Regions from separate parts of the Mus musculus genome. Here all the other regions are linked to region 1. The links are chromatin contacts, called in public Hi-C, HiChIP or PLAC-seq and promoter capture Hi-C maps. All regions are on one chromosome and are shown on one strand. Each heading gives the region's core, a stretch centred on a gene start, on an enhancer-like site or on the middle of the called end of the contact. The rest is flanking DNA. Distances are from core to core; before and after follow the strand shown. Region 1 holds the start of Mdga1 (MAM domain containing glycosylphosphatidylinositol anchor 1). Region 2 holds the start of 1700030A11Rik (RIKEN cDNA 1700030A11 gene). Region 3 overlaps Dnah8 (dynein, axonemal, heavy chain 8). Region 4 holds the start of Glo1 (glyoxalase 1). Region 5 overlaps Glo1 (glyoxalase 1). Region 6 overlaps Btbd9 (BTB (POZ) domain containing 9). Region 7 holds the start of Cpne5 (copine V).

Evidence for each region. Promoter capture Hi-C pulls out the DNA fragments that hold promoters and counts their contacts. Hi-C and Micro-C count contacts between places; a contact is called where the count stands out from the background. HiChIP or PLAC-seq counts read pairs in DNA pulled down with a chosen protein or histone mark.
Region 2: a promoter capture Hi-C map of pre-B cells shows a contact between it and region 1, with 3 times the contacts expected there. The contact joins the promoter of 1700030A11Rik here to the promoter of Mdga1 in region 1. A contact is called at or near these places in 2 of 39 promoter capture datasets (liver and pre-B cells).
Region 3: a contact with region 1 is called in an H3K4me3 HiChIP or PLAC-seq map of embryonic limb bud, with 5 times the contacts expected there. The contact joins the enhancer-like site here to the promoter of Mdga1 in region 1. A contact is called at or near these places in 8 of 115 datasets of contacts at active chromatin or transcription factors (astrocytes, embryonic forebrain, embryonic limb bud and 4 more) and 1 of 9 other capture datasets (embryonic stem cells).
Region 4: a contact with region 1 is called in a promoter capture Hi-C map of stem cell-derived epiblast-like cells, with 6 times the contacts expected there. The contact joins the promoter of Glo1 here to the promoter of Mdga1 in region 1. A contact is called at or near these places in 7 of 39 promoter capture datasets (the HPC-7 cell line, embryonic stem cells, hippocampal neurons and 2 more), 14 of 115 datasets of contacts at active chromatin or transcription factors (craniofacial prominence, differentiating embryonic stem cells, embryonic basal ganglia and 8 more) and 1 of 9 other capture datasets (embryonic stem cells).
Region 5: a contact with region 1 is called in a Hi-C map of the N1E-115 cell line, with 8 times the contacts expected there. The contact joins the enhancer-like site here to the promoter of Mdga1 in region 1. A contact is called at or near these places in 3 of 15 datasets of contacts at CTCF or cohesin (large pre-B cells, pro-B cells and stem cell-derived epiblast-like cells), 23 of 484 Hi-C or Micro-C datasets (B cells, the HL-1 cell line, the N1E-115 cell line and 15 more), 16 of 115 datasets of contacts at active chromatin or transcription factors (astrocytes, craniofacial prominence, differentiating embryonic stem cells and 10 more) and 1 of 9 other capture datasets (embryonic stem cells).
Region 6: a contact with region 1 is called in an HNF4G HiChIP or PLAC-seq map of pancreatic cancer cells, with 5 times the contacts expected there. The contact joins the enhancer-like site here to the promoter of Mdga1 in region 1. A contact is called at or near these places in 10 of 115 datasets of contacts at active chromatin or transcription factors (craniofacial prominence, embryonic basal ganglia, embryonic forebrain and 7 more).
Region 7: a promoter capture Hi-C map of liver shows a contact between it and region 1, with 2.5 times the contacts expected there. The contact joins the promoter of Cpne5 here to the promoter of Mdga1 in region 1. A contact is called at or near these places in 1 of 39 promoter capture datasets (liver) and 1 of 9 other capture datasets (liver).

What each region holds. Positions count from the first base shown.
Region 1 is chr17:29,886,284-29,890,376 of GRCm38.p6, reverse strand. It overlaps Mdga1 (MAM domain containing glycosylphosphatidylinositol anchor 1), which reads left to right and starts at 1,799. Exons shown (of 17, transcript NM_001368423.1): 1 at 1,799-2,930. The coding sequence starts at 2,864. Gm41559 (a long non-coding RNA gene) reads right to left here and starts at 476. Exons shown (of 3, transcript XR_003952341.1): 1 at 387-476.
Region 2 is chr17:28,903,030-28,907,122 of GRCm38.p6, reverse strand. 1700030A11Rik (RIKEN cDNA 1700030A11 gene) reads right to left here and starts at 1,858. Exons shown (of 3, transcript NR_045457.1): 1 at 1,824-1,858; 2 at 1,336-1,420; 3 at 352-1,119. Bnip5 (BCL2 interacting protein 5) reads left to right here. Exons shown (of 12, transcript NM_172450.3): 4 at 1,368-1,432; 5 at 1,628-1,868; 6 at 2,473-2,607; 7 at 3,815-3,876.
Region 3 is chr17:30,633,381-30,637,473 of GRCm38.p6, reverse strand. It overlaps Dnah8 (dynein, axonemal, heavy chain 8), which reads right to left. Exons shown (of 93, transcript NM_013811.3): 2 at 1,641-2,153; 3 at 1,398-1,532. The coding sequence starts at 2,108. Among named protein-coding and RNA genes, the nearest start is that of Dnah8, 8.5 kb to the right of the region's middle. Within about 2 kb of position 1,758, at least 18 of the 459 cell types and tissues checked have an H3K27ac peak or open chromatin away from gene starts, as enhancers often do.
Region 4 is chr17:30,610,455-30,614,547 of GRCm38.p6, reverse strand. Glo1 (glyoxalase 1) reads left to right here and starts at 1,889. Exons shown (of 6, transcript NM_025374.3): 1 at 1,889-2,080. The coding sequence starts at 1,997.
Region 5 is chr17:30,588,834-30,592,926 of GRCm38.p6, reverse strand. It overlaps Glo1 (glyoxalase 1), which reads left to right. Exons shown (of 6, transcript NM_025374.3): 6 at 1-66. Among named protein-coding and RNA genes, the nearest start is that of Btbd9, 15 kb to the right of the region's middle. Within about 2 kb of position 2,271, at least 43 of the 459 cell types and tissues checked have an H3K27ac peak or open chromatin away from gene starts, as enhancers often do. A contact at or near this core is called in the N1E-115 cell line, astrocytes, cortical neurons and 5 more, where this site is marked.
Region 6 is chr17:30,548,793-30,552,885 of GRCm38.p6, reverse strand. The region is part of intron 1 of Btbd9 (BTB (POZ) domain containing 9); the gene reads left to right. Among named protein-coding and RNA genes, the nearest start is that of Btbd9, 25 kb to the left of the region's middle. RefSeq lists an enhancer at 336-4,093. Within about 2 kb of position 1,960, at least 60 of the 459 cell types and tissues checked have an H3K27ac peak or open chromatin away from gene starts, as enhancers often do. A contact at or near this core is called in pancreatic cancer cells, where this site is marked.
Region 7 is chr17:29,235,401-29,239,493 of GRCm38.p6, reverse strand. Cpne5 (copine V) reads left to right here and starts at 1,704. Exons shown (of 21, transcript NM_153166.2): 1 at 1,704-1,881. The coding sequence starts at 1,787.

The DNA.
Region 1 (4,093 bases), core at 550-3,049:
CTAGTTGGCATCTGCTGAGTTGAGTTTGGACACCCTTAACTGAGCATTGGACTCCCACCCCTAGTAAGAGTAGGAAAGAAACAAAGGAGCCAGGAACAAGGGCGGGTAGCCTGGATGAACCATAAGCAAACTGAGAAGAGTCAGGCTGATGGCGCCCCTCCCCATCTACCAGGCAACACCTTGTGCTTTCCACTCCTCCTTAACAGGTTATGTTTGCCCAGGAGGGTCAGAGGAGAAACATCCCGGTGGGAGTGGGCTTGGAGAGGGAGGGATTTATAATTAATATTTTTAATTCATGCGCTGATTTACATGCAAGAGAATCAACTCTTTGGGTGATCAGAAACAGGTCTTTGAGTTTGGACAGATGCCTGAGGTCATGGACCCACCATTGCAGCAGATCCTGAACAGGATCTAACCTCCGAGCTTGTTAGCTGCTGCGGCTGTGCTGTCCGCGCTCCCACGGGCCGCTCTAGTACAATCCCTGCGCTCACGCCGAGATAAATAACGGCGACAGGTGGAGCAGGTAAGATTAGCAGGACCGGGTTGGAGGGAGGACGCTATCGGAGGCGCCAGGGAGGTCGTGCGCCTCTCTGCCCAGCCCACGCCCCTCCCCAAGGGCGTCTGGAAGGAACTACATCTTGGTCACAGCTTCGGGGAGGGCCGGGTTAAGGTGACGGAGTCTCGAAGTGGGGGGAGACAGGCTTCCCGGCTTGGCTGCAGGAAGCGCGAGCACCCCTAGGGCACTTGGCCACGCCTGAGGTCTCACGGGTAGGCAGGATTTGAGAGAAGCGGGCTGAAGGGGACCCTGGGTGTCCCTGTGGAGCTCTGGCACTGGGGTCTTGCTGGCAAACCTGTTGGCAACCTGTGGGCCTCAGCTAGGACACTGCAAGCTGCAAGCGCGTCCTCCTCCTCAGTGCCTCTGGCAGCGTCCCCGGCGCCCGACCCGGGGAGAGGCCGAGGCAGCTTGGAAAGGGGCTGGGGCTCTGCCAGGGGCGGGTAGTGGTGGTGGAGGTGGCGGGATTCCCAAGCCGAGCCAACATCCCTGCAGAGCGACAGCAGGCAACCGCCTCTCGCGCCAGCTCTGGTCTAGGAGAAGCAGACGCCTTGGCCTTTCCCTCCGATCCTAGGCTCCAGTATCACCTTCTCCAAAGTGCAAAACATTCATTAAGTGTCCAGTGCCCTGCAGGCTTGCGTCCCAGCAACCAGCCGCCGGTGCTTGCCCGGCGAGCGTGCGGCGAGCGTTTGCACCCGGCCAGGGCTTTGCCAGCCTGGGCTGTGCAAGGGAGGGCGGAGAGCGTGTGCGAGTGCGCGGCTGCAGAGCCCGCGCCGAACCCACGTTCCCGCTACTGTCCTCGGGATAGATGGATCCATTGCTGCTTTCTGACATTTTTCTGCCAGGGGGCTGGTGGGGGAGGCGGAGATAGGGAGAGAGAGATGGGGGGGGCGGGGAAAGAGAGAGAGAGAGAGAGAGAGAGAGAGAGAGAGAGAGAGAGAGAGAGAGAGAGAGACTGCTTCCCCCAGCCCTGTTTTGTTTTCTCTAATTGGTCCTGGGGGAAGCAAGGAAATTGGACAGAGGCTGGGCCGGGCGAGCTGGGCTGCCTTTAATTGGCTCCCCTTTTTTTAACTGGAGGGGAATCAAACAGGAGAGCGAGCGAGCGACAAAGGGTGGGAGAGCGAGAGACCGATCGCGGAGATGGGAGGAGGGAAGAAGGGAGGAGGGAGAGCGGGAGGCGGGGTGGTGGTGATGGGGAGGTGGAGGAAGCGCGGAATGAAAAGCTCGGAGGGACCAGAAAGCAGCACAGCGAAGCCCAAGTTAGGGAGCGAGCGGAGCGCTCCCGCGGCCCCGGAGCCGGAGTGGCCGCGGTGCCCCGGAGCCCGCCCGGCCCCGCCCGCTGGGGCCCTCTCGGGCCCAGGCCGCCGGGAGGGGGGCGGGGACGCCCAACTTGGGGCGCGGCGCAGCCCCGCTCTCCCGAGATCGCGGAGCCCGGGAATGCCACGGCGGCGGCCAGACGGCGGGAGAGGAGCGGGGAGAGAGGAGGCGGCCAGCAGCTCCTGAGCCCGGGCCTCCGCAAGAGCGCGAATTATTTTCAAAGGACTCAAACTTTCCTCTTTCCCTTGCTGGCTGCGGTCCCTCTTGCTTTGGAACCGTTCTCTGGATTCCCGCGGGGGCGCCGGGACGCGATCGCCTCCCCCGGATTCCTCGGCGGCGGCTCGGCTAACTTCGCGGACTCGGGGACCCGGAGCGCTCGCCCCGCTGCCGAACCTAGTCCTCGCTGCTCCAGCGCTCCAGAGGACCGGGACCCGGCGCCCTCGCCTCCGGGAAGGGCGCCCAGCCCGGCTCCCTTGGGTCGGGCTGCGGAGCCCTCCACACCTACTGCAGGACTGGAGCCAGCGGATTAACCAAAGCAGAGTCCGGGCCTCCTGGCCTGGCTCCGCGGAGGGGCGTCCCCTGGGCGGGGAAAAGACAAGTTTGTCAGGCATCGGTGGCCTGTTGGATCGGAGCGCGGCCGCCGCAGCAGAGAGGTCCCCCCGCGTTCAGCACCCTCGGTGGACAGCCCTGGGGACCTAGGACTGCTCGGTGGCCGAGCTTTCTGGGCCAGGGAGCTGGCTGCTGCGCCCGGTGCGCAGAGGCTTCAAGGTCTGGGGCAGCGCCCCCTGCGTCTCCACCCGGGCAGCCGCCCTGTGGGAAGAGGACAGAGCCGAGTCGCGGCTTGCTCAGACTCCTAGTCTCGGTCGCCGCCCTCTCCGTCGCGACTCAGGGAAAAGGAGGGAACGCAGAGGGCAAAGCGGTGCCCCGGCGGATGCGCCCCCCGCCGCCTCTCAGGCTGCGCCGCCTCGCGGGGATGAAGCACTGGCCGTGAAGATGGAGGTGACCTGTCTTCTACTTCTGGCGCTTATCCCCTTCCACTGTCGGGGACAAGGAGTCTATGGTAAGAGCCAGCGTCCCGCTCTACCCTGGCGGAGCCGCCCGGAAACTTTACAAGATCTTGCTCAAAGTGCGCGCTGCCGGGGCTTGGTGGATGCACTGATGGCCGCGTCTCCGCCCTCGCCTGGGCGCCGGGAGACCGAGCAGGCTGCTCCCGAGCCCAAGAAGCGGTCCTAGGCTATTGGTGTGAGGCTGGGGATGCCGGGGTAAGGTCTCGGCTTTCCGAAATCTTTCCAGGGGTTAGAGAGATCCGGAAGTCTTGGGAGAATAATACAGTGAGCTCAGGAGACCCGGGAAGAGCCCAAGCTCTGGGCTGGGGCAGCTGTTCCCACGGAATCCTTTTCCTCCCTCGGCTCAGCCTCCCGAGTGGAAGCGGGCGATGAGCGATCCGGAGTTGTGCGCGGCTGGCGGGCGAGAAGCTCTCCAGCACCGCGGCCCTGAGGCTGGCTCGCCTTCCGGGCAGTGGCCGCGGCTCGATCGCCTCTTCTAGCTTCTTGGCGGTCTGAGCTGTTGGGCATCCCTTAGCCCAGGCGCCGACTGTTCTCGGCATCCCTTTTCAGACCTCTCCTGAGCCAGCTCTTCCTGTCGCTGGTTCCCAACCACAGAACCCCAGCCCCAGCTTCCTTCTGCCTGCTCGCACACACAGACACATTCAGCCACAGTCCTCAGGAAACGCACACACGGCTCGCACCCATCCGGCTACGTGTCTAAACCCTGCCTCCCGCCACGCAGCTCTGCTCTTGGATGCCCAAGACAAGCTCAGTCGCGCCATGGAGTATTCTGATCACCTTTTCTCCACTCCATGCCGCGGGTTTCCTCACCGAAGACTCCTTGGTTCAATACTACCCAGGGTCATCCTCCCGACGTGCACAGCACAGAAAGTCAGTCAGTCCCCAGAGCCCATGGCCCTGACTTTGCGTTCTGCTCACCGCAGGGTGGGCTTTGTAGTTACTTTCTAATGATGTGTGGCTGGGGTGGGCAGGATTCTCCTGCTTTCTCTGGGGCTAAGAATCTAATTATTCTCTTTGAGAGTGGAGGGTGTTGGACCCAGACAGTGTGGGTGACAGAAGCCATATCCCCTGGCTACTAGCTTCAGGTCTTGGGTCTCTCACTGTGCCAGGCAGAAGGAAGGAGCGTCCCGGGGAGGGGGTATCTGGAAAGTATACG
Region 2 (4,093 bases), core at 609-3,108, 980 kb after region 1:
ATATTTATATCTTATCTATCTAACCTATCTAATCTATCATCTTATCTATCCATTCATCTATTATGTCTATCTTTATCTATCTATTATACCTACCACCTATCTATTGAATAGAGACTAAAGGTGTAGTTAGACAGGGACCCTGTGTTAGCAGGTAAAAGGTCTTGGGCTTAACTAAACAAGGCAGCTACATGGAAAAATGGAAAGAACTGTCCAACGGCCACAGTGAGGAGCCTTCAGTGTGCTCTGAATCTTCTTGCAGAATTACAGGGAATAAAACGAAGCTTCATCCATACAGACTTAAACACCCGTCTCTCAGTAGTGCGTCCAACCTCATACACAATCAGAACACCTCACAATACCCTCTTCATTTAATTGTCTAAAAACGAGGGCGGCATTTTTAAAGGCAGGGTATGCAAGGGATGGAAAGGCATTTCTGTGGCCAGTTTGTAAGGTATTTACTTTACCATTGCCTTGCCTGAGAGGAAAATGAACTGTAGATAGTGTCAGGAAACAGGAAGCCGGGGGCAGAGTCGCTTGTTAGTTTGACATTTCATGCAAACAGACCTTTGGGGTGCAGCTAGTGGAGTGGGCACATCACCCTTGTGTAAGGCAAAACAAGCCACCCAAGGAAATGTTCTGGTGTGAGGAGTAGTGGAAGCAGCCATGGGGCAGGTCCAGTGTGACCTGTGGAGCGCCAGCTGATGTCCTCTCTGTGCCTTAGGATAGGGACCTGTTATTATGTGGGGCTGGAAGACTTGGAATCAGCCTTGGGAAATGTTTCTAACTCCTGCTCCTTTGTTTGATGTCCTGACAGCCCATGAGAGATTGTGACCCATATTTCGCAGGGAAAGCTGTAAAGATCCGGAGGGGAAAGTGATTTAGCCACTACCAATTCAAAGTTCCCAGATCTAGAAAGCTCAGTTGACAGGGCAGGTGGACATCGGGCCTTAAATCCCTGCATAAAACATCATGCTTTGGGCTGTGAGATGGCTCAGAGGGTAAAGGCATGTTCCAGCAAGCCCCGATGATGTGAGTTTGATTCCTGGGACCCATATAATAAAAGGAGAGAACTGGCTTCCGAGAGATATCCTCTGATCGCCACATGTGTTTCTCTTCTCCCTAATAATTGAATTATAAAAAATTAACACATTTAAAAAGTCATACTTTGCCTCAAAAATACTTTCCCATATTCAGTCAGGATGGTGGGGGATGAGAGGGTCTTTGGGTATTGGGGGGGGATGGGAGGGTCTTTGGGTATTGGGGAACCTCAATCCTGAGGGATCCAGGCTGGTTTCGTTCTCCCTGGGAGTCCAGATCTGGATACTGTCTGCATACCTAGGAGTGGTGGGACCCATGCTCTCTTGCAGAGGATGATGTCATCTGGCAGATTGTGGAATTGCTCAAGAAAGCTGGAGACCAACTGGAAGAAGAGGTGAGGAGGCGCAGGCATCAGAGAGCGCCTGCAGAGCTGCTGCAGCTCCCGGTTCGTGCCCCGCCTCCCCGTCCAGTTAGCCCCACTCCCTAATTCCAGAAGCCACCTCCCGCTCTGGGTCGGCCCTGTCTGGGGTTGCCTTTCGCCTCTCCTCAAGGCCAGGGATCTAACCCAGTTTCTTTCTCCTCCCCACAGCAAGTGCAAATCCCTCAGCCAGAAGCGGTTCCTCCACGAAAGCCAACGCCACTCCCCAGGAAGAAATCCCAGGAGAAGAAGTCCAGCCTGAAGAGAGTCTTATCCCTCAAGAAGCCTGCCTCTGAGGAACCCAAGAGAGTCGGCACAGCCACTACCCTGGGCCCAGAAACCCGGCCCAAGAGGCCCAGCTTCCTACCCCTGTGTGTTAGTAGCCAGCGAGCTTCCACCTCCAGCAGCCTTGGTAAGCAGGCTCTAGCAGTTGCCATAGCAACTGCAGCTGCCTCCTGCTCTGGAATCTTTCTGATGCCCACACTATGCCTTGAGCAGTGTAGGGAGGATGGAGATGGAGAAGAGATCAAAGCTTTTCCCCTCCACATGGTCTCACTTGGGTACAAGTGGGATCCCTCAGAGCCAGAGCCGGAGGGAGAAGGGCTGGTCTCGTTGGCTCTTCGTGGGCGTTAGGGTGGATGGGGGCTAGACTTGTATGACACCGTTGTCAGGAGAGCGTGGATTTGGGGTCATAAGAGGAGAGATTTTCATGCAAGGCGGTTTAGGCCATGGCTCTTCTTCATTCGTGGCACGGAGCCAGGCACCTTCTGCCCCCTAGTGGACCAACCGAAAACAGCGGCTAGGTAAGGAAACCCCATGGAAAGAAAAAGAGAAGCCAAGGAAAGACAGTTCTTTTCATGCAGAGAGCATGGTCGGGGTCCGCAAACAGAGCCCCAGACCCGGCATAGCCTTGCAAGCCTTGCAGAGCCCACGGGTGGCGTACACTGGCACCTGCCCAGGCTCAGGTTGCTGGGCGTGGCTGACACACACACTGACTGTGACTTTCTGCTTCCCAGACTTGGAGGCGCCTGAGTTCCAAGAGGTCCCGTCTGTAGATGGTGGAGGCTCCCATCCCTCTGAGCTCCACACACCAGCTGCCATATTTCAGGGACCCGAGGAGAAGCCACTGCTGGACAGAGCCTCCGAATCCAGTTAGTCCCTTGCCCCTCAGAAACACCCCCCTCCGCCACCCCTACCCCCCCACCTCCAGCAAATAGCCCATCTGTCTAGACTCTGCCATTTGGAAAGGGCAAGTTGAGGCAGAGCGAGGGAGGCCAAGGCCTATTTCAGTCTCTCTGTGGGAGGCCTCGGGCTGTGGAGACAGCACATTTCACCCGTTAGCCTCAGTTTCCCCATTTTGCAAGGCTGGACCTTGAGATTTGCTGGAAGTTCTAATTGAATGACTGCCTGTAAGGTATAGCAGGGTCGGCCTGTCAGCCAACAGGTTGTGTTGCTACCGAGCGTGGTTATTGCCGTTAGGTGGGCGGCTGAGAGCTGCCGTGGTGCCAGGAAGGGGCTGAGAACACAGAAGGGAGGTTTCCATACAGTTATCGGTTTTATTATTATTATTATTTGTTTTTGTTCGAGACAGGATTTCTCTGCATAGTCCTGGCTGTCCTGGAACTCACTCTGTAGACCAGGTTGGCCTCGAACTCAGAAATCTGCCTGCCTCTGCCTCCCAAGTGCTGGGATTAAAGGCTTGCGCCACCACTGCCCGGGTTTTTTTTTTTTTTTAAAGATTTATTTATTTACTTATTTTATGTATGTGAGTATACTGTCACGTTTCTCAGTCACACCAGAAGAGGGCATCAGATCCCATTAGAGATGGTTGTGAGCCACCATGTGGTTGCTGGGAATTGAACTCAAGACCTCTGGAAGAGCAGTCAGTGCTCCTAACCTCTGAGCCATCTCTGCAGCCCCATCAGTTGTTTTTTTTTTTTTTTTAAGATTTACTTATTTATTTTATATCACTACACTGTAGCTGTCTTCAGACATACCAGAAGAGGGCATCAGATCCCATTATAGATGGCTGTGAGGCACCATGTGGTTTCTGGGAATTGAACTCAGGACCTCTGGAAAAGCAGTCGGTACTCTTAACCGCTGAGCCATCTCTCCAGTCCCCACAGTTATCAGTTTATTGTTGACAGAACCAAGCCTGGATCTAAAATACTGTCTAACATCTGGAGACGCTTTAAACCGCTTCGGGGGAGGCAAAGGATGCTGGAGAGATAGCACAGCCCTTAAAGTTTGCACTCCAGAATGCACATGGAAAGAAAAGAGAGACAACAGAAAAGCTGGGGTGTGTGGACCTGGCCCCGACCTCAGAGGCCTTTGTAAGGAACCCTGTCCTTTTCGTAGGAGAATTCAGGCGGAAGATCCTGGTCCTGCTCCAGAGTGCAGAGGACGAGAGGGGAGAGCAGGTGAGGATGCCCTCTGGGATGATCCTGCTCTTCTGGGGACCCTCACCCCTCCTTCCAGGGACCCCCACCTCTCTGCTGCATTCTAAGCTCCGGACTGGCCTTCCCAGACAACACTCCCTAGCACCAAAGGCCTTTGCCCCTCCTGATCCTTCTAGGCCATAGTTCACCTTTGACCTTCTTGAGGCCAGGGAGGCCTGACTCAGTTTCTCTCTTTCTC
Region 3 (4,093 bases), core at 509-3,008, 750 kb before region 1:
GGATAAAAATGAGACCAAGCACGTCCTGCTCCTGTCAGCATGCCTTCCCCACCAGTAACAGACTCTCTCCCTCTGGAGCTATAAACCAAGACAAAACCTTTATTCTCAACGTTGCTTTTGGTCTCATTATTTTATCCCAGCAACAGAAGAGCAGTAATACAAAAGGTCTGCGCCCACAAACGCCTGTTCTCGTGCTAGCACGACAAAGTCTCCAAACCGGGAACACAAGCTCAAAAATCCAACTGGCGATCCCTAAAGCTGGCTCTCCAACCCTGCAATCCCACCCCACGCAGCCACAGCTGTCCTTCTCCCCTGGAGGCAATGGGCAGGCCCCAATCTCTGTGGCTGCGCCTCCAGCAAAGGTACTGGGCTTCCAATCTGGAGGTTGCCAGCACAGCCTAGCAATTTCCAGGTGAAAGCAAGGTTACTCAACCCATGTGCTTTCCTCCTTCAGCAAGTACAGGGATGGTGGAGAGACCTACAGAGCAATCCCTTTTCTGAAACTGGCTTTCCTTTCATCTGATGGCCATAGGCCCCACTGGCCTCTATGTGGAGTGTAGGAAGGCATGTTACCAGAGATACCACAGGAGCCCAGCTAGGCATTAGAAAGGGAGGACATTATAACACAGCTTGAGAATGTCAAAAGAGAACTCGTTTAGTGTTAAGGTAACAATGTTGCTGATAGCCAAGACTGCCTGAAAAATCGGCATGGCTGGGGCAAAATGAACATGAAGGGCATGAGAACTTCAAGATGACTGGAGGGTGCTGGCTCAGGTATAAGGTAGTTGTCTAGCATGTGTATTTAGTCCTGGGGTAGATTCCCTCCTACCACAGGAGGAGAGAGGAGGAGGAGGAGGAGGAGGAGGAGGAAGCAAAAGACTGTCGAGGAGAAGGTATTTCTTGAAAAGGAGGAGGATGTATGAGAAGGAAGAGGAAGAGGAAGCAGAGGAGGGGGAGGAGGAGGAACTAAAAATCACAAGAGGAGGGAAAGAAGAAAAGGCACAGAGAGGAAGAAGAGAAAAAAGGAAAAGAAGAGTAGTGGGAAGAAGAATTCTATCAAGACACCTGCATTAGATCAATAAACCAAACCCAGGAGGCTGTGTGGCATCACAGCTCACCTTTATAAAGCCAGCCTTGACCACAAGGTATGTTATAGTGGGGAACTTTGGTGACCTGGTAAACCACAGTCTGTCTCCAGCTAATTGTGCACCATGGCGCCTCTGGTCTAATACACACATCTCCAGGGTGGAGGGTAGGAGAGAAAGGCACCATCAGTCCATGTGCATACATGCTCCTGTGCGCCCGCACGTGCACGCACACACACACACACACACACACACACTCGTACACACCCCAAAACAAAGGGGAAAACAAATACGGGCACGACTTCAGCTTACCGACGGGCAATCCAAAATTAGTTCTTCCACAGTTACTAAGTCCAACCCAAGCTTTTCTCCTAGAACTTCAAATATGTATTTATGCGAGGGGCCAATTTTCATTTTCCGGTTTTCCCTTGCTTCTCTAAATCTTGCCTAAAAGAAGTGAAAACATATTTTAAAAAATGGAAGTATGGAGAAATGTCTTTCCAAACAATGGAAAGTCTCGGGGGTTTCCCATGGCACGCCCTATCAGCTGCAAACCTGTTTCTCTTTGAGGGTCTCCTGGAGGTTTGGGATGCCAGTCATACTTCGGCGGAACTTAGAGGGCCGCCGGGAAGACTGCGAAATCCCGTCTGACAGCACCGACTGTGCAGGCCTAGGGGTGTGCCTCGCCCGGACCCTGGCCTGGCCAGACTCCTCATCCTCCGGCAGTGTTACCTCCTCATCTGAGGGAATCAGACTCCTATAGTCAGTCACGGAAGTAGCAGGACCCTGCTCAGACAGGAGCTTGGGATCCTCGGGGTGCGGAGCTTCTCCTTCCACAGTGAGTTGGAAGGCATCTCCTGTGGGGGGCGGGGCAGCATCCCCCTCAGGGGGCGGGGCCTGCTCCTCGGGAGGGGGAGGGGCAGTGTCTTCTGGAGGGAGAGGGGGCGGAGCTTCCTCTACAACTGGAGGAGGAGCCTCTTCACTCGGAGGGGGTGGCTCTGCGTTGCCTTCCTCAGACTCCATTTCTCAGTGTAGTTTTCTTCAGCAGAAGAGCTTCAACGTTGAAATCTAGAATTAGAAATTATTTTTCCTTAAGAAGTGTGCAAATAACTTGACCATTGGGTGTTTTTATTTCTCCCAGTGATGCCTTATCTTGGTCATTAGCTTGACACACTTTGGGTAGAGGGGATCTCAACTGAGGAGTTATCTATATCAGATTGGCCTGTGGGCATGTTTGTAGAACAGTTTCCTGGTTGTTAATTGATGGTAGAGGGCCCACTGTGGGTGCTACCATCCCTAGGCTGCTGGGCCAGGGCTGTATAGAAAAGGTGGTTCCTCCTAAGACTAGGAACAGGCAAGACTGCTGTCGGTAAGCAGCTTTCACTCATGGTCTCTACCAGCGCTGTTGTTTGAGATCCTGCCCTGACTTCCCTCAGTGGTGAACTGTGATCTGAAAATATGAAATAAACCCTTTGTTCCTCAAGTAGCTTTTGATCATGGGGTTTATCAAAGCAGCAGAGAGCACAATAGGACATTCCCCTTAAAGCTAGACAGTTAACAACAAAATCATCTACTTCTATTCCACAGGATCTGCACAAGTTAAGGTTTCAAGCCTAAAGAGGGGGATTTTTAAAGGTGACAACAGACGCATACATTTGTTTTGTTTTTCTCAAGGTGAAGGGCTCACTTGATTTTGCTTTGGTACTAGAAAACTATACCATTTTCAGAATTGGGTCATTAAAATGCTGTTGTGAGCTGGGCATGGTGGCCCACGCCTTTAATCCCAGCACTCAGGAGGCAGAGGCAGAGGCAGACGGATTTCTGAGTTCGAGGCCAGCCTGGTCTACAAAGTGAGTTCCAGGACAGCCAGGGCTATACAGAGAAACCCTGTCTCAAAAAACCAAAATAAATGAATGAATAAATAAAATGTTATGAATCCTGCTGCTTTGTATAGTGGTTTTAAAAATTAAGTGAGCCATAAGGCAGTGGTAGTGGCCTGTAATATCATTTGGGATGTAGATGAGGGTGGATTCAAAGGTCAAGGTAACCCTCAGATACATAATGAATATGAGACCAACCTGAACTATAATGAGACCCTGTTGCAGGATATTCTATCATACTTGAACCCCAAGATTGTGTCATTTGCCGAAAATACATGTCTCTAGTAGTGGTGTGGCTCCTTAGCATGCATCTTTAATCCCTCTGGCTGGAATACAGACATGCTCTTAGTACATACCTTTCATCCCAAACAATGAAGGTAAAGGTAGCTTGTAGAAGGAAGCAGCCATGGGTTGTTTGTTTGTTTTTTGAGACAGGGTTTCTCTGTATAGCCCTGGCTGTCCTGGAACTCACTTTGTAAACCAGGCTGGCCTCGAACTCAGAAATCTGCCTGCCTCTGCCTCCCGAGTGCTGGGATTAAAGGCGTGTGCCACCACGCCCGGCATGCAACCATGTTTGAAAGTGATGTCTAACTGAGTGGCAGACAAAGTGACGGATCAGAGGTAGATTTTGACAGAATAGGATAAGCCCAACTCTCATGAGAAGAGAGAGGAAAGGGCAGCTACTAGAGAGCAGTGCAGAAAGAGAAAGAGGGAGACAGTTTTCCTGGGACAGTTGTACGGAGGCAGGTTGCAGAGACAACAGGCTAGATACAGGTCAAGACAGAATGAACCTGAGAATGAGGAGCCAGAAGCTTAGAACACATTGCCAACGTTAGTTAGTATGAGGCCAAGCAGAGCAATTCAGGAGGGGCTGAGAGAAGCCAGATGGAGTCAGTCAGCAGCATGGAAAGGAGTTTGAGCCACAACAGCTGAGTTGACTACTCAACAAGAATTCATTCAGAAAGAGCTAGAAACGGTGAGCTTACTCAGCAGTAAATCTCAGAGGCTGAAAACCTTCTAGGCCTAGACAAGATTGTATGGAGGCTAGAAGCTTCCAGGACTAAGTCTAGGTTAGCCAACGGAGGCATTGAGCCTTGGAGACAACTACATCAGGTGAATGAAAGTTAC
Region 4 (4,093 bases), core at 640-3,139, 720 kb before region 1:
ACTCTGTCTCGAAAAACCAAAAAAAAAAAAAAAAAAAAAAAAAAGAAAAAGAAAAAAAGAAAAAGAAAGCATAGAGGTGGATGTCTGGTGTCTCTCCTCAGTACTCCACCTTTTGTTGTTTTGGGAGGAATCTCTCATCATTATCCTGTTATTTCATGTTATTTCATAGGTGTGGCTAGGCTGCTTAACCAAGCTCCAGGCTTCTGCCTATCTCTCTGGGACTACAGGCATGCACCACCGAGTTTTTTCTATAGATTCTGGGGATTTGAACTCAGGACTTTATGTCTGTTCAGCAGGCCCTTTATTAATGGAGCCAGAGCCTCAGCTAACTCATTTTATTTCTATTTGTGGAATCTATCCACTTTAGAATATGAATTTCTGGCAGATTTTTTTCATTTATGTCTCATAATCCAGTCTATGAAAATAATCACCTACCTAGTTTCCTACTGTTTAACAAGTACCTTTTGCCACTCTCTGCCCTGTCCCCTCCACCCCCCCTATTCAGCTGTTTCTTTTGTTTGTCACGTGGACTATAAGTATAATAATCTTTGTCTAGCGTAAATACTTAGCAGTGAGTCCTAGGATGGGCTCCCCTCAGCTCCACCAACTGCTGTCAAATAGGTTCCCCACAGGTTTCTAGTAATTTAGATTTCTGCCAGCTGTGCCTGTTGATTCCAGTGTTCTGCCTTCCACACTAACCATGATGGTTTTTACTTTAAAAACTTAACCTGAAGGCCTCGGAAGGGACTTCCCTATGTACTAGAAAACTGAAGTCAATTTTCACACACGGTGTTCTCTGTTTTGCAATCTGCCTGTTCTCCTCTTTGCCACTTTTTATTGGTTTGTATTTTTCATTGATCTGTAATTTTTTTTTACATATTCTGCACACAGAACCTATTATATTGGCCTTACATGTATATGACCTATACCTCTTTCTCCTAAGACCAGGTTTGTCTTCTTTATGTTCTGTTACATTAGAGTTATCAGTTCCTGTCACATTTCTCTCCCTAGTGTTAATCATGTGGTCATAGATAAACAAGAAGGAGGGGAGGGGATGAGAGAGGGAGAGATTAAGGAAAGATTCACCAAGAACCAAAGCTTCTTTAATTATTTTTAAGACTGAGTCACATGAAGCCCATTGTTGGCCTTGAACTCACTATGTAGCCCACACTGGCTTTAAATTTCCTACTTCTACCTCCCAATGACTGGGATTACAGATGTGAGCCACCATACCTGTACCATTCACCACATTTTAAAAGCTAATTTTAGATAAGACATCCCATCAGTTTTGTCTACACACATACTCTGTGTGTAGAAGTGAGTCATTAGAATCCCATTCAAACTCAGGTGGTTTGTGTATACTGCATAGTCAAACCACAGTTATTCGGTTCTACACACATTTTCTACATACATTCTCTACACACATTCTCCAAGGAGGCTCTGGGAAGACCAGTAAGTACCCCATGCTCCCCGGGCAAAAATATAGTGGAAGAAATACTTAAACTTAGCTGCTTGAAAACAAAAACAAAATCCTAAATTCGAATGGTTTTCAATTATCCTGGCTTCAGGTTCTTATACAATTTTTAAAAAGATTAACACCCAGTTCAAGCTCTCATTATTCTAAAAAGCGTAATTTCCACCAGGCTGAAATTTTCTATGAGGTTGCCGCCCCGAGGAATGGGTAGTTTTCAAGTTTTGTAATTATAAGCAAAATCAGGTTCCTAACACTTTTTTTTTTTTTTTTTTTTAAGAGTTGCCACTATTGTGCACAATGGCATTCTGGAAAATGTAGTCTCGCCATGCTGAACCAGACTCACTGGAATCCAATCAGCAGACAGCCAACAGCCATGTGCACCGTGGTTGGCTGGGAGCCGCGTCCGCCCGCCCCTTGGCCTGTCACTCAGCCGACTGCAAAGGCGTCCCCCGGGCCTTGTGGAGCGTGTGGTCCGCTGGCCTGTTTGCTACTAGGGCAGGTTGGTGATTCTCCAGGGCAGCCATGGCAGAGCCACAGCCGGCGTCCAGTGGCCTCACTGATGAGACCGCTTTCAGCTGCTGCTCCGATCCAGACCCTAGCACCAAGGTGGGTGACAGGGCCTCCTTTTCGGCGGCTGGAGCGACCTGGGGCTCTGGCCCTGCCTGACGGAATCCTAACCCGGTCTGGCCGCTGCTTGCATGTCGGCCGGCTGACGGCGCAGTGGAGTGAGCTGGAAAGAGGGCGATGGGGGCAGGGGCGGGGGGACAGTGCAGAGGGATCCCCATCTTCAGAAAGTTATTTCAAAACTTGTAAACGCCCCCCAGAGTGCGTTAACTTGTTTATTTTGGGCACGGTGTCTTGAAGCCAGGGCGATTCAGGGTCAGATTCCGTGTCTGTGGGTGCAGTTATCCTGGCTTAGGCGCCATGTCCCTTTAGACGGGCAGGCACTTTCAGAACTTGTATAGCTCAAGGGGCCCCTCTGTAACTGGTCCCTCTCAGCCGTACTCTTTTTCGTAGTCGCCTTGCCGCCAGGGTTCACTCCTCCAAACTACTGCGGTTGCTCGAATTTAACTGCCTTTGCTTGCTTGGCTTTGCCATTGCTCAAGTCCACACTTCTGTCCACCAAGAGTCTCTGGAGAGATTACAGATAATAAATAGGACCTCGACTTGGAGGGAATCTTAGACACTTTTCTTCGGACCCTTTCGTTTTGTAGTTACAACCAGTAAGGAGCTTAACCGATGGCATTGAAAAACTTTCCCTTAAACACGGCTGTACTTACAGTAAAGTAGGCAAGACTCATTCAGGTGTGGTCCCTGCCTCTGCATGGCCAAAAGTTAGACGTGGTGGCTGACGGAGGAATTTATTCCTGTATAGTCATCCGTGCCAGTAAACACCTATATTCAATTAGGTGCTGCATCATTGTGAATTCCTGGATTGAATGTGGGCTTTATGCAGACCTCTAGGAGGGGCAGATAGATGGTGAAGACTTTGGTCCCTGCTTGTTCTTTGCCTTAAGGGCAAACAAGAGTCAGACATACTGTAATTGCCAAAGCTTTTGACTAGCACCAGGTGTGTACTTAGGGACACTCTTAGTCACTACAAAATTAAGGCAGGAAGGAAAGGCCGAATACAGGCACACTCACACACACTTCTCCCCATTCCTTCTATTTACCCATACATAACCTTAGTATGCATTTAATTTTTTAACATTGTGTGTGTGTGTGTGCATGCGTGTGTACGTCAGTGAACAACTTTCTCTCCATATTTGTGGGTATTGGGAAATTCAGGTCTTTGCCTTGGCAGCTGAACCATATCGTTGATCTCCTAGATATTTTATACACTATAAATTGGTTCATTCCATGTGAATTGGTTTCCTACATTACTGAAAATTTGTTCATCCATCCTTCCCTCCCCCCCACTCTCTCTCTCTCTCTCTCTCTCTCTCTCTCTCACACACACACACACACACACACACACACACACACACACATTTTCTTGTTTAGACAGGGTCTCACTATGTAGCTTTGCCTGTACTGGAACTTGCTGTATAGACCAGGCTGGCCTCAAACTTACAGAGATCCATCTGCCTGTTTCCCAAGTGCTGAGATTAAAAGATTAAAACTCTTGCTGGGCTATGTGCTATTTTCTACAAAGCACACCCGGATTCTGGGTATTGTTCTGTGTCAGTTGACTCCCTAGGTAACTGGGGATTTTAGGTAGCAGGCTGTTCAAACTGTAAGACTCTAGGGCCTGGGAATGTGGTGTGGTAGGGAGCATGCTTGACTTTGAATTCAGTGCTTAGCAGCAGCAACAACAACCAACAAACCCAATAAAACAAACAAACAAACAAACAAACAAACAAAAACTGAATGAATGAATGAATGAATGAACTAGAAATCTCAGGGAGATCCTTTTTTTTATAAAGATGAGAGTACACTGTTGCTGTCTTGCTGTCTTCAGACACACCAGAAGAGGGCATCAGATCTCATTACAGTAGTTGTGAGCCACCATGTGGTTGCTGGGACTTGAACTCAGGACCACTGGAAGAGCAGCCAGCCAGTGTTCTTAACCATTGAACCATCTCTCCAGCCTCAGGGAGATCTTTAAAAATATACGAA
Region 5 (4,093 bases), core at 1,022-3,521, 700 kb before region 1:
TGATCTATGTGAGCAGTTTAAACACATCATAGGCTGAAATAAAGCTAACACTGTTTAGTACATAAAGGTCTGGGCAGCAAGTCCCTTTGTGTAAAAGGCTGGTCTTGAGGCCTGAAAGGATTCAAAAGAAGTTTGCGCTGAACCAGGGATACACATGAGTCTGTACAGACTAAGCCAGGTAGCTTCTATGGTTGAAAAAGCATGGGAAAGAAAATGTCAAATCAAAAGATTTGGGGGAATGAAGTACATTCAGGAGAAAGACCAGATATCAAAAGGTGGGTCACAGGAATCTAGGAGGGCCAGTTTCAAATGTCCAATGCTGGAATCACCAAATGGGATTCTAATACTGGACCTACCCAATTTAACAATGTGAACCATATTTCTAGGGGTGGGAAGTACTTGCTAGGTGAGTCTTGCCAGGACATAATCCTTATTCCTTAAGTGTGCTTCTGTATGCATTGAAAAGCATGTATGTGGCCAGGCCTTGGCAGGAGTTGGGACAGTGCACTTGCAAATACACTTACCTGGCAAGTAGCGGTGGGAAGAACAGGCTGGGGGTTGGGGACCTTGCTGCTGCTCAGGGGAGACAGTCCTCTACTGGTACAGTCGCCTGGAGGTTGCAGGAGGCTATAGACGTGTGAACATTTCCTTTTCACACTGCAGGAGGCTACGACTTCTTCTTCTTCTTTTTTTTTTTTTGGTTTTTCAAGACAGGGTTTCTCTGTATAGCCCTGGCTGTCCTGGAACTCACTTTGTAGACCAGGCTGGCCTCGAACTCAGAAATCAGCCTGCCTCTGCCTCTTGAGTGCTGGGATTAAAGGTGTGCGCCAATACCGCCCGGCAGGCTGCAACTTCTTATGAAGCAGCAGCCTTTGCAGTGTCTGGCAAGGGTCCTCTTGACTTGTGGACAGGCACTTTGCCTTGTGGACAGGTACTGTGCCTTCTCGGGGCAGAAGTTTACTGCAACATGCATCCCATTCCAGGAGGCTCCACCTAAGTAATTTGCCTTGTAGGAGCTCATTTCCAAGTACCATTTTGGGGAGTGGGCCTAGTCAGAGGAATTTCGAAGGACCCCAGAGTTGTCCCATAGCATAGTACACAGACCTTGACAACTTGGTTGTGGAGGGACCTTTGTTCTCAAGATGCTGTTAGAAGCATGGGAAGGCCCAAGGGCATGCACTGCAGAGTTGGCCTGCAAGAAGTCCTGATACCTACAGCTTGTTCATCCCGTCACTTGACACATATATGATCAAAGATGGCTAAGGCCAGTCAGTGCTGTGTGTCCACTAAAAACGGCCATTGAAAGGAAGTAACCTGGGATTCCTCACTTGTCTAAGGGCTGAAAGTGTTTTCCAAGGCTCTGCAGCCAAATTGATCTCCTTACGTTCTGGAAGACCAACAGTTTTATGTGATGTTACTTATTTACCATTTCCCAGTGGGGGGGGGGCTCTGACTTTGTGTGGTGACATGCTGAAATGAGGTTTTGTTTCTTTAAGTGGGAGTTGAAATGCAGGTGAAATGCTCTCATCCCGAGGCCACTGTATCCAGCAAGATCACTAACATAACTCATAGCCTACTGAGGTTATGCTTGTCAACTTCTCTCCTGTAAACTTAATCTCCGGCCACCTCCTTTTCTACACTGTTCTCTTCAGAGGAAAATAAACTATGTGAAACTCCAAACTGAGGAGTCATGAGGCTGGCCATGAGCACGTGGAGAGAGGGGGAAGGGGAATGAGAAGAGAGGGGAAGGGGAAGGGAGCAAGAGAGGAGGGGGTGTGAGTCAGGCACACCTGGCTGTTGCCAGGTAACTGTGGGCGGAGCCTAGACTAAATGCCAACTTGAATGACATCACACCAACCAACATCCTCCTCCACTAAATACCACTTGTCAAACCAACTGAAAACGGGCCCCCACACATTTCCAGAATGACCCCTAGGGGTCAGTACTGCTCCGCTGAAACCACTGGTCTTTCTTAAGATTTCTGATTCTAGTTTCTTCAAAGAGGAATGGGTCCTGATAGCGTTTCCAAGGGAATGAATGGGCAGAGTCTTCACTTCGATAGTTTCCGGCAACGGACAGCGGGGATTTTCCACCTCTGATCAGCAGCTACATACCTGAGCCATTTGTCTTCGGGAGCCCTTCTATACAGTGTTTTATGTAGTGTTTTGCTAAATTGCATACTTAGAATTTCGAGGCAACTAATGGAACACGTTAGTAACGGACAGTTGAGCAGTAACACCAAGGAAACAGTAACCCGGACGACACAGAATAGCCAGCTAGTGACAGTTAGCTGTGCTTAAGCAGGCTTCTCTTCAATGGTGATGACTCAGCTCAATCCAGTCAATAGTTAAGAGAAATTACAGCAAGTGCATAAATCTGAGGCCTACTGTCCAGGTGGTGGGGGTGCATGTCCTCCAATCCCGGTGCTCGGGGGTTGGGGACGGGGGACAGGGAGCAGGGAGAAGAGGCAGGCAGATGGAGGTCAGCATGGTCTACAGAGCAAGTTCCAGGACAGCCAAGGGCTACATAGATAAATCCTTTCTCAAACCGCACCCCCCAAATGAGACCTACTGATGTTAGCATATTACAGAATATTTTTTAAAAGGATTTATTTATTTACTATATGTAAGTACACTGTAGCTGTTTTCAGACATCCCAGAAGAGGGCATCAGATCTCATTATGGATGGTTGTGAGCCACCATGTGGTTGCTGGGATTTGAACTCATGACCTTTGGAAGAGCAGTCAGTGCTCTTACCCACTGAGCCATCTCTCCAGCCCCAGAATATTTTTAAAATGCTAATACCCAGGACTTTTAGAGCTGTAATAAAATAGGTACCTCATAAATGTCATCAAAATACACATTATGGCTGAAGACAGGGCTAAGAGCAGTGGCTGAGTTGAGTTTCCAGCACCCATGTTGGGTGGCTCACATCAACCTTTTTAGATTTGGCATCTTTTTCTGGGCTCTATACTCACAAACACACATACACACACAGGGTAAACATAATTCTAAAAAATATACATATATATATGTGTGTGTGTGTATTTTAAAGCACATTAGATTTACAATAGTCTTTAAGAGTTTAAAGGCTTTCAAATGCTTTATTTATTTGGCTAATGCTGTGGCTTTCTACATCCTAGAAAATATTCAGTGGTTTTAATTTCTAAATTAAATGTGGCTTGTTGCTTGCATTACTTTTTTACAGTAGGAAAAAAAAAAAGGGAAGCCGGGCGGTGGTGGCGAACGCCTTTAATCCCAGCAATTGGGAGGCAGAGGCAGGTGGATTTCTGAGTTTGAGGCCAGCCTGGTCTACAGAGTGAGTTCCAGGACAGCCAGGGCTACACAGAGAAACCCTGTCTAGACAAAACAAAACAAAACAAACAAACAAAGCTGAAACAGGTTAGGTAGAAAACAGTCATGAAAGTCAGCGCTTTCTCATCCACTGCCCACTGTTCACTCTGAAGCAGTGTTCTTTTTCTTTTCTTTTTTGGCTAATGTTCATTTTGTATTTTAAAACTATAGTCTCCTAGGCACACCCCTCCCAGCCCTAACTCCCCAAGTGTACTGCTAACTTCCTCAAGCTGTGTCCAGAAGCCAAAGACAAGCAAGCCTCTGCCCCTCCAGATCGACAGACGGCCTACATCTCAGGGCTGTGATTTCTCCCTTTTCTCGGTTAGCTACAGGAATAGAAAGTCTCTACCTAGGGACCCGTTGATCTTCAGGGCTGTCCTTCCTGACCCCCCTCCCAGGCCAAAGCTTCAAGGTTCCTGCCTGGCACTGCGGGGCCCATGGTCTAGCTGCTTGAATGGATATGGGCCGTGAGTTAACAAGACATGCAAGGAGGTGAGTTAATGTTTTCGGCATCGTGTCATGTAACAATATAAAGATTTAATGGAGTGTTCAGAGCATGATTGGGGGCACAAAATCATATTAAATGTCTGTGTAGAACAAGGCTGGGGATACAACACGGTCGCAGTGTTGAGAAAAATTATGATCTTCAGAAGAAGAACGGACAGGATGGTAGCGAGCAAAAATATCAATAGGAGTAAACTAGGTTTGAAATCAATACTAACCACCCTATGTGGGTCTAT
Region 6 (4,093 bases), core at 711-3,210, 660 kb before region 1:
ATTGAGGAGGATCATGAAAAAATGGAAGTTGTGAGGTTTTCCAGCCTCAAGTCCATTTTAAAAAAGGATATAGTAAAAATATAATGCTAATGTGAATCTTCAAAGATCCGCTTCCAACATGATAGAAAAAGAAATGAGATTGAGCTGGCAGGGTGGTGTGGTGTGGGGAAGCTTTGCTCATTGCCGTTGAACCCGATGAGCTTGATCCCCGAGGCCACAAGTGGAAGGAGAACCTGCTCTTGAAAATTGTCCCCGACTCCTCCCATTAATAAATATAATAATCTAAAAAGAAACGGGTAACAGATAGCAGGCATTCAACGATTATTCTCCTAAATTGGAGTCCACGAGTTCTCTGGCTGCTAATGCCTGCAGTGGTAACAGGAGACAGTGGATGGCATCTTAGAAACCCAGCAGTACCACATCCTGGCTTCCACTGTGGGTTGAACACGTGAGGAGGCTGGGCTAGGGCCAGCGAAATCAGTGCCTATGTAGGGGCATGATCGTTTCCATTCCTTGGCAGTATGCATGGTAGGAGCTGTGAACATTGATAGGTGGAATGGAGTTCAGAAGACTTCAAGTGTAGTCGCTAGGTTGCCCAGAGCCCTAGCTAATGCCCCTACACAACTGTGGACAGCAGTTGGTTCCTCTGCCCCTGTGTAGTCATGTTTTCTGAGTTATGTGGGAACACTGAGGATGGTGAATCGAAATCGAACACAGGACTTTTCCATAGAGCTTGTGTCTGTGGCTCTGATTTCAGTCTCTTTAGTTCTTTATATGCCAACATGGGCCTTTCCACTGTATCTCTTTGGCACTAATCAGAGCGTCAGCTCTGGAGTTGCCACGGTTGCTACCCTTCTTCCATCTTTCCAGCTCCTGTTAGCTCTGTCCTTTTTTTCATGTGTACTGGTGGTGGGTGGCGGTGGTCATAACTGTAGTAAATGGGTGAGGTTTCCTTGCATGCAGGACAGTAGTGTTTCTCTATTACTTACATTGTGTAGAAGACAAAAGGGAAGTTTAGGCCAGTGAGATGGTTCACAGCAGGTAAAGTGCTTGTCACCCAGGCTTGACAACCTCTGTTAGATCCCTGGAGCCCAAGGGACCCCAAAGAGTTATCTGACTTCCACTCCCATATGCTGTGACTCGTTTGCCCCTCCCCCATACACAGACATAATAATTCTTTATAAAGAATATTTAAAAAGTGTAGTTTGGGAGGATGTTAACTAATATGTCCAAAGCTACAGCCTATTAAATGGTGCTGCCAAGGCTTGAACCCAGGCAGTGTAAATTTTTTTCTTTCTTTCTTTCTTTCTTTCTTTCTTTCTTTCTTTCTGTTTGTTTTTTTCGCAGGCTGGCCTCGAACTCAGAAATCTGCCTGCCTCTGCCTCCCGAGTGCTGGGATTAAAGGCGTGCACCATCACTTTCGATATCCTCTGATGCCCTGTTCTAAAGCCCCGCTGCCTCCAGAGGTGTGATGGATGCTGCCCTGTGTGCACTTGCAAAAGCCCAGGAACCATGTGAAGGAGAAAGTACAGGGAGCCGGGGAAGTGACTGATGAGTCCTCAGATCTAGAATAGTGTTTTCCCATCTGCTGAGTGAAGTGCAGTGCTGAGTCTTTGCAATATGATGTGTATTTCCAGCTTTGACAGTGGTTTTCTTTGGACTAGCCACAGGACTAGCTCAGTAGCCATGTGTGTTGTTATAAGGCCACTGTCACTGCAGCTTCAGAGGACAGGAGTCAGACATTAGTCTGTAGAGGAGTCAGCCAGCAGAAGAGGCATTGAAAAAAAAAAGCCCCCCCCCCCAACTCCAGCTCCTCTTTTCTGACTGGGGTTTAGGTGGAGTTGGGGTACCAGTGGAGAAGTTTGCTCTCATATCATCCTGAAGTTGTGAGGTGCCTTTCCCGTTCCAAACAGGGAATTACTCAGTATGCTTTGTTTGCTCTGGCTGCATTCCATAGACACCTTCAGAGTAGAGAGGCACTTGTGGGCCACCCACCACTCCAGCAGTTTCTAGGGAAAAGACTTGACAACTCCAGGAACTGTGAATGCCTTATACTGAAATATACAGTGAAATATACAGTGGAGGGAGGTCATGGGGAAGGATAGTTACTTATCTTCTGATGTATGAGCTCTGGGTAACCTACACAGTGAAGAGAGAGGAATTCTTGGTATTCAGGAGTCACTGTCACCTCCTCTTTCAGAGTCTCCTGTGGCTGTGCTGTGCTTAGCTCAGAGTGTGGTGAGCCTTCACCAGTTCGTGAGTGCTAGTTGAGAAGCAGATATCCCTGGAACTGAGCCCTGTGAATGGCTTCCTTCTCAATTTTCATTCTTTCAGTTTCTCCCAGAGGCCTCAGCCCACTAGAAAGAAGCACACAGGCTCCTCCAAAGTAAATGGCACCGAAGGGTTAGGAAGAGGACCAGTGGTTTCTGTCCCCACGAACAGGAGAGCGGGAGTTTTGTTTGGTGGTGAGGTGCTGCAGTGCTGTGGCTGAGCTGTGTGGGCTCTGAGGGCTGCACTGCGCTCCCTGTACTGCAGTGTGTCTAGCCTGAGAACAGTGGGGAACTCTGCACAGCACAGTGCTTTGCTGTGCTTAACCCTATTTGAAAAGAAAGCTGGGAAGTAGCCACTAGTAATTGGGGCTGACTGAGACTAGAGGAAAGGAAACCATATTCCCCTTTCACTTAAAAAAATATTTGTGTGCGTGTGCCTTTGTGAATATATCTTGTGGATGTGCACAGATAAGCCACAGAGGTCAAAGGAGGGCATTGGGTTGCCTGGAGCTAGAGTTCCACGTGGTTGTGAGCTGCCCAATGAGGCCTTTGGTAGCCGGTCAGTCCTCTCCAAGAGCCAAAGTGCTCTTAACTTCCCTCCAGCCCCAAGGAAAACTTTGTAATTAAAGCATTTAGTTTAAATAATGGAGATATTTAAATTACTTATGTCTGTTTTATTCACATACACATAATCACCTACATCGTGACATACTCATATATGCATATCATATAGTTTGCATATGATATGCAACATACCCACCCCCACTTGCCCTTTCTAGTCCCGCTGCAACTCCCCAGGATCCGGCTCCCAGTATGCTTCTACCTCCTGTGGTTTTGTTTTGCAAACCAGTGAGTTTAATTAGGGTTGTTTATAGGAGTGTGGGTAACTTACCAGTGGGCCTAGCATTGAGGAAATGTCTCCTTTCCTAGGAGTCATTAGCTGCCTCTACTCATGGAGGACAGTGGCGCCTCCAGAGCCCTCCCCCTACTATTACATCCCTGCCTGTAAGTGCTTGGAAGGGTGGGCCTTCTGAGCCCTGCTCTTCTCGAGGGTGAATGTTGACAGGCTCCATCTTGTGCAGCTGAGTTGGGATTTTATATTCACGCCCTGAGACCCGACAAGGTGGGGCACCTGTTTTATACTTCATTAAATTTGCAGGAAGCAGGTTGTTCTTGCCTCCCAAGGATTGCAGTTTGGATACATGTAGCTAATTCTTAACTAAACACTGTCTTAACTAAACACTGTCAGCACCAGGGTTCTTCAAACCATGGACAGTTGGAAATATCTATTGCCAACATTCATACAGGGTGTGTGTGTGTGTGTGTGTATACATACATATAGATACGTATATGAATGCACATGCTTGAGTGCCACTGTGTGTGTGTAGATCAGGAACAACTCAGGGGAGTTGATTTTCTCCATGTGTAGGTCCCAGGATCCAACCTGAGTCATTAGGCTTAGTGACAAATGCCCTTATCTTTTGAGCCATCTCTCTGTCCCTCTGTATTCCCTTTGGGAAAACCAACCAACCCCTTTTGATAAACTTATCACCTCTTTTGTTGCCCCCCCCCCCCGTTTAAAAAGGTTTATTTATTTATTATATGTAAGTATACTGTACCTGTCTTCGGACACAGACTCGAGAAGAGGGCATCGGATCCCTTTACAGATGGTTGTGAGCCACCATGTGGTTGCTGGGAACTGAACTCAGGACCTCTGGAAGAGCATTCAGTGCTCTTAACTGCTGAGCCCCTCTCTAGTCCTTGTTGGCCCCCCACCCCCCTTTAAAAGCTCAGGCTATTATTTGAAAGAGAGACACTTCAGA
Region 7 (4,093 bases), core at 455-2,954, 650 kb after region 1:
ACCGTCCTGGGTGTGAACGTCTCCTTAGACTCATTCTCACCACCATATTGGACGATAGTGATAGTTTTAGACATATTGACTAGCAGCTCACTTGGGGCTCAGACTGATTTTGTTCTAAATTTAAAATCAATTGAAAATTGAAAAACAATAAAAAACAAAACAAACAAAAACCCACAAAAAACAAGCAGAGACTGAGGTGTTCTTTGTGCAGGCCCAACCCAAAAGTGAGTTGTCCCCTCTCCTTCATCCTGGGGGAATCCAGCACCCCTGGCTGTCTGCCCCAGGCAACAGAACTGAGTCCAGCTGATCTGGAGCCCTAGGTAAACAGGAATCACTTGTGCAGGTCCAAGGAAGGTGTTCTGTTTGTCTTCAACTCGGGCTCTGACTGACGTTTTGAAAATTGATTTCAAACGGCGTTCGGGTGCACCTGCTCGGAATGCCCGGCTGCCAGAAGGCCACCACCGATAGCGACAGGCATCCACGATGTATGAGGTGGTGGGTGAGGAAGTTGCCGCTGCTCCGCGCGTCTTGTCTCAGCTAAGCTTACACCGAGGCTGAGGAGGGGCCACGGGTGGATTTGCTGGAGAGGAAACTCCGTGCACAGCTGGCTTGGCGCTGCAACCCCAGGCCCAGAGGGCAGGCTGAGCCTGGGAAGTCTGCCTGAGAGATGCTTTGACGCTCCCCTCGCTTCCCAGTGCAGGGCTCTGAGCCTGGTATACTGGGTTGCTGGTTGCAAAGCCCAGGGAGCTGAGGCCAGCCACTTGGTCTAGTGGAGGAAGCTTCCAGACAGACCCGGGGGTTGGCTCGGCCCCTGTGGTCACGAAGAGAGAAGGAGGAGGAGGACGACGAAGGAGCTGGGTAAAGGTTCAGGCGACTAGCCAAGACCAGGCTTTGCGGACACCAGAGGCAGATGGGCAAGCTCCCACTGACCCACCCTACGTCGGAAACCAGACCAGCCTTCCTGGCACCAGGCTGATCGCCGCCTCCCCAAAAGGAGGTGGAGGGTGGAGGGCTTAGACCCTCCGGTGGCGGTGCGCACACTCAGCCGAGCCCTCTTCCCCGAACCCCGCCTAGACGCTGCCCAAACAGGTGCCCCTTGGACCGTTCCCCTCCCCCAGCACGCAGACCCCGGCTGGACAAGTGGGGTGGGGGAACTTGCGCAGAGGGCGGCGCGCGCCCTGGGACCGTCTCTGGCTGTCGCCAGCCCTGTCCCCGTCATCCGGAGCCGCGTCCCCACGCCTGCCACGCGCGTGCACACACACGCGCGCACACTCACACACTCACACATTGCTCCCACACTCGCCCCGCGCAGACCCCGCCCTGGCCCCGCCCCGGCCCCTGCGGGCGGCCCCTCCGGCGCCCGCGGACCCCGCACGCTGCGCGCGCCTGGCGGGAGGCGCTGGCGGCGACTCAGGGTACATTTGATTTTCCCGCAGTCCAGGGCACCCCGGAGCCGGAGCCCTAGCAGAGGACGTGGCGCTGCGCCCCAAGCCCGAGGCGGCTCAGTCCTCGTCCCCCATCCCCGAGTCCCCACGCCCCCTCAGGGGACCCCTCCCCGCTGCGCCTGGGTTCCCTCGCCGCGCCCCCCCTCCCCGCAGCAGCTCTCGCGCCCCGTTTCTCCTCGGGCCCCCGCTCTCCGCCCTCTTCCCGCTCGCACTTCCCACGCCCCCTCTTCGCGCTCCTCTCCTCCCCTGGCCGCCCAGCCCAGGGCTGCAGCCGCTCCGGAGGAGGCGTGAATCGCGCAGGAATATTGACTAATTTGGGTGGGGTGGGGGGACGGTGGGCGATGGAGCAACCCGAGGACATGGCGTCGCTCAGCGAGTTCGACTCCTTGGCGGGCAGCATCCCGGCTACCAAGGTGGAGATCACGGTGTCATGCAGGTGAGCCGCCCGCGGTTCGGGGGTGGGGGGGGACCCTGCCCCGCCCCTGGGCCGGAATCCCTCTTTCTCTGTAGCTTTCAGCCTTTGCTTAGCGAGCCTGCTTTTCACTGTTCTCGTCTCCCGGGCGCCCCGCTGCCTGTCTTCGGAGACCCCCTGCCCAGCGGCGGGTGGCGATGGCTGAATGGGCAGCCAGGCAGGGGTCAGGTTCCCAGAAAGTTTGCATTCGGAGCTGTTGCTTCCAGGACAGGAGGAAGACACGGAAACAGGGGTCCCAGCAGCAGAGTGGGAAGGGGAGGAGCCGCTCCAGGGTCTCCACTCTGGCTTTCTCCCTGATTTATCTTTCCCCAAAAGGAGAATTGAGAGGGACTGGCGCCATTCCTCCCAGGCATGACCCTCTGTGCCTCCCGTGACCTCCTTTCTCCCCCTACCCTGGCCTTTGCCCCAGCCTTCTCCCTCTCCTCCACTGTCTTAGAACCCAGGATTTGAAAGCCTCTTGCTTTAGCCTCCAGCAAGAAGGATCAACCGGGACAAGAGTCTCAGAGAGCAGGAAGCCTTGCCGAACTTAGGAGTGGTGTGGCGCCATTAAAAACCAGTAACTCTGATGGGAAAATCTTAAGCCAAAGGAGCGAAGGGCTGATGAGGAAGTGTCAGAATCCCCAGGCAAGAGGGGGAGGAAGGAGTTTGTTTTGTAGGCTGCCACCTCCAAGTCCCCAGTAATGCCATACTGGTTGGCCTTCTCTGTGGGGCTGGGCCTCTCAGGTTCTCTTAATAGGCTGCCCCGAGGCTGGACAGGCATGTGGCTGGCCCTAGGCACACTGCTTTGATAGGTTTGTGAAGAACATTGTGGTCCAGATATAACTCACTGGAGGTCCTGGCAATGGCCCATATAGCATTTCCAGAGCCCCATCGCACCCTTGTTCCAAACCACGCACCTTGGCTTTATGGTGCTGTTGGGTCAGATATTGTCCACCTCATCTCTGAGTTACTGAATTGAGACATTGGGCAAGTGTCCATATGTCCCGAGATGCTAGCCTCGGGTGTGAAAGAGGATGGATTCTGGGAAACTGCCTCCTGAGGACTTGAAGTGAGAGCTGCTGAGGTGGTGTCCCCAGCCAGGCTCTCTAGGGGACTACTGCGGTGACTCCCAGATGTGTGTCCATCCCCCACACCTCAGTCCCACACAGAGACAATTTGAACATGCCTTTACTCTGCTGGGAGCTTCCTGATGGCCCATCAGCTCTGTCTCACCTCCTCAGCTGTCAGCAGCTGTTAGCTTGCCCTCCTTCTGCACACAGCCCTGCCTCCCGCCTTCAATCACGCCTGTCGCCTTCAGACTCTTGAGTTGTCTCCCAGAGCCTTCCCACCTCTGAGCTCCTGAACAGCCTGTTCCCTACCCGGAAAGGGCTTTGTGCTTTCCACTTCCAGGGGCATCCTTTTGTCCCGAAAGACACCAGCCTACAGCACCGGCTTCTACATCTCCAGGACCCTGAGTGCAGAGCCTCTGAGTGAGCATGGGAGACGGGATCGTTCCCGTAAGAGTCTTCCACTCCATGGAGAGGAAGGGTCATAACTGTGAGACCTGGAGTCAGACATCTTGTGAGGGATTCCTCACTTGCCACTTGAGACCAACTTTAAGCCTCAGTTTCCCAACTGGGAAGTCTGCCTCCTCCCAGGAAAGCCTTGCTTACAGAGGTAGCTCACGGGCTTGGTGCACAGTGGGCCTGAGCACTACAGGGAGATAGATAAGAGGGTAGGTACACTGAGCAGCAGGTGGCCACAGTGGTCAGCCCAAGACCTCTGTGGATCTCTTGGATCCGCTCTCCGTTTTCTGGAAGCATCCAAAGGATGAAGATGTCCTGTGTAAGAGGTACCTGGTGCCAGAGAGTTCCTAAGGGTTCTGAGTTGACCCTGCTGTCCATCTCTCTGAAGAGACATGGTCCACATTTTGTAGAAGGCCTGGCCAACCTCTGCTTCTTCCCTCCTGAAGTGGAAATGAGGGAGATGTGGTTTGGGTGAGGAGAGTGAGGACAGAATGGTCGCTTGGACCAGAGGGGAGGTGACAGGACAGTCTGGGTGGCCTTGACTCTCTAGATCATCTCTGCTTTCGCTGGGGCCAGTGGTCCAGCTCTGGGAGAGGGCGGAGACCTGAAGAGCCCACACTGCCCTTATAAGCTTTATTCTATGATTACCAGTTAGAGAGTCCCTTCTCCTG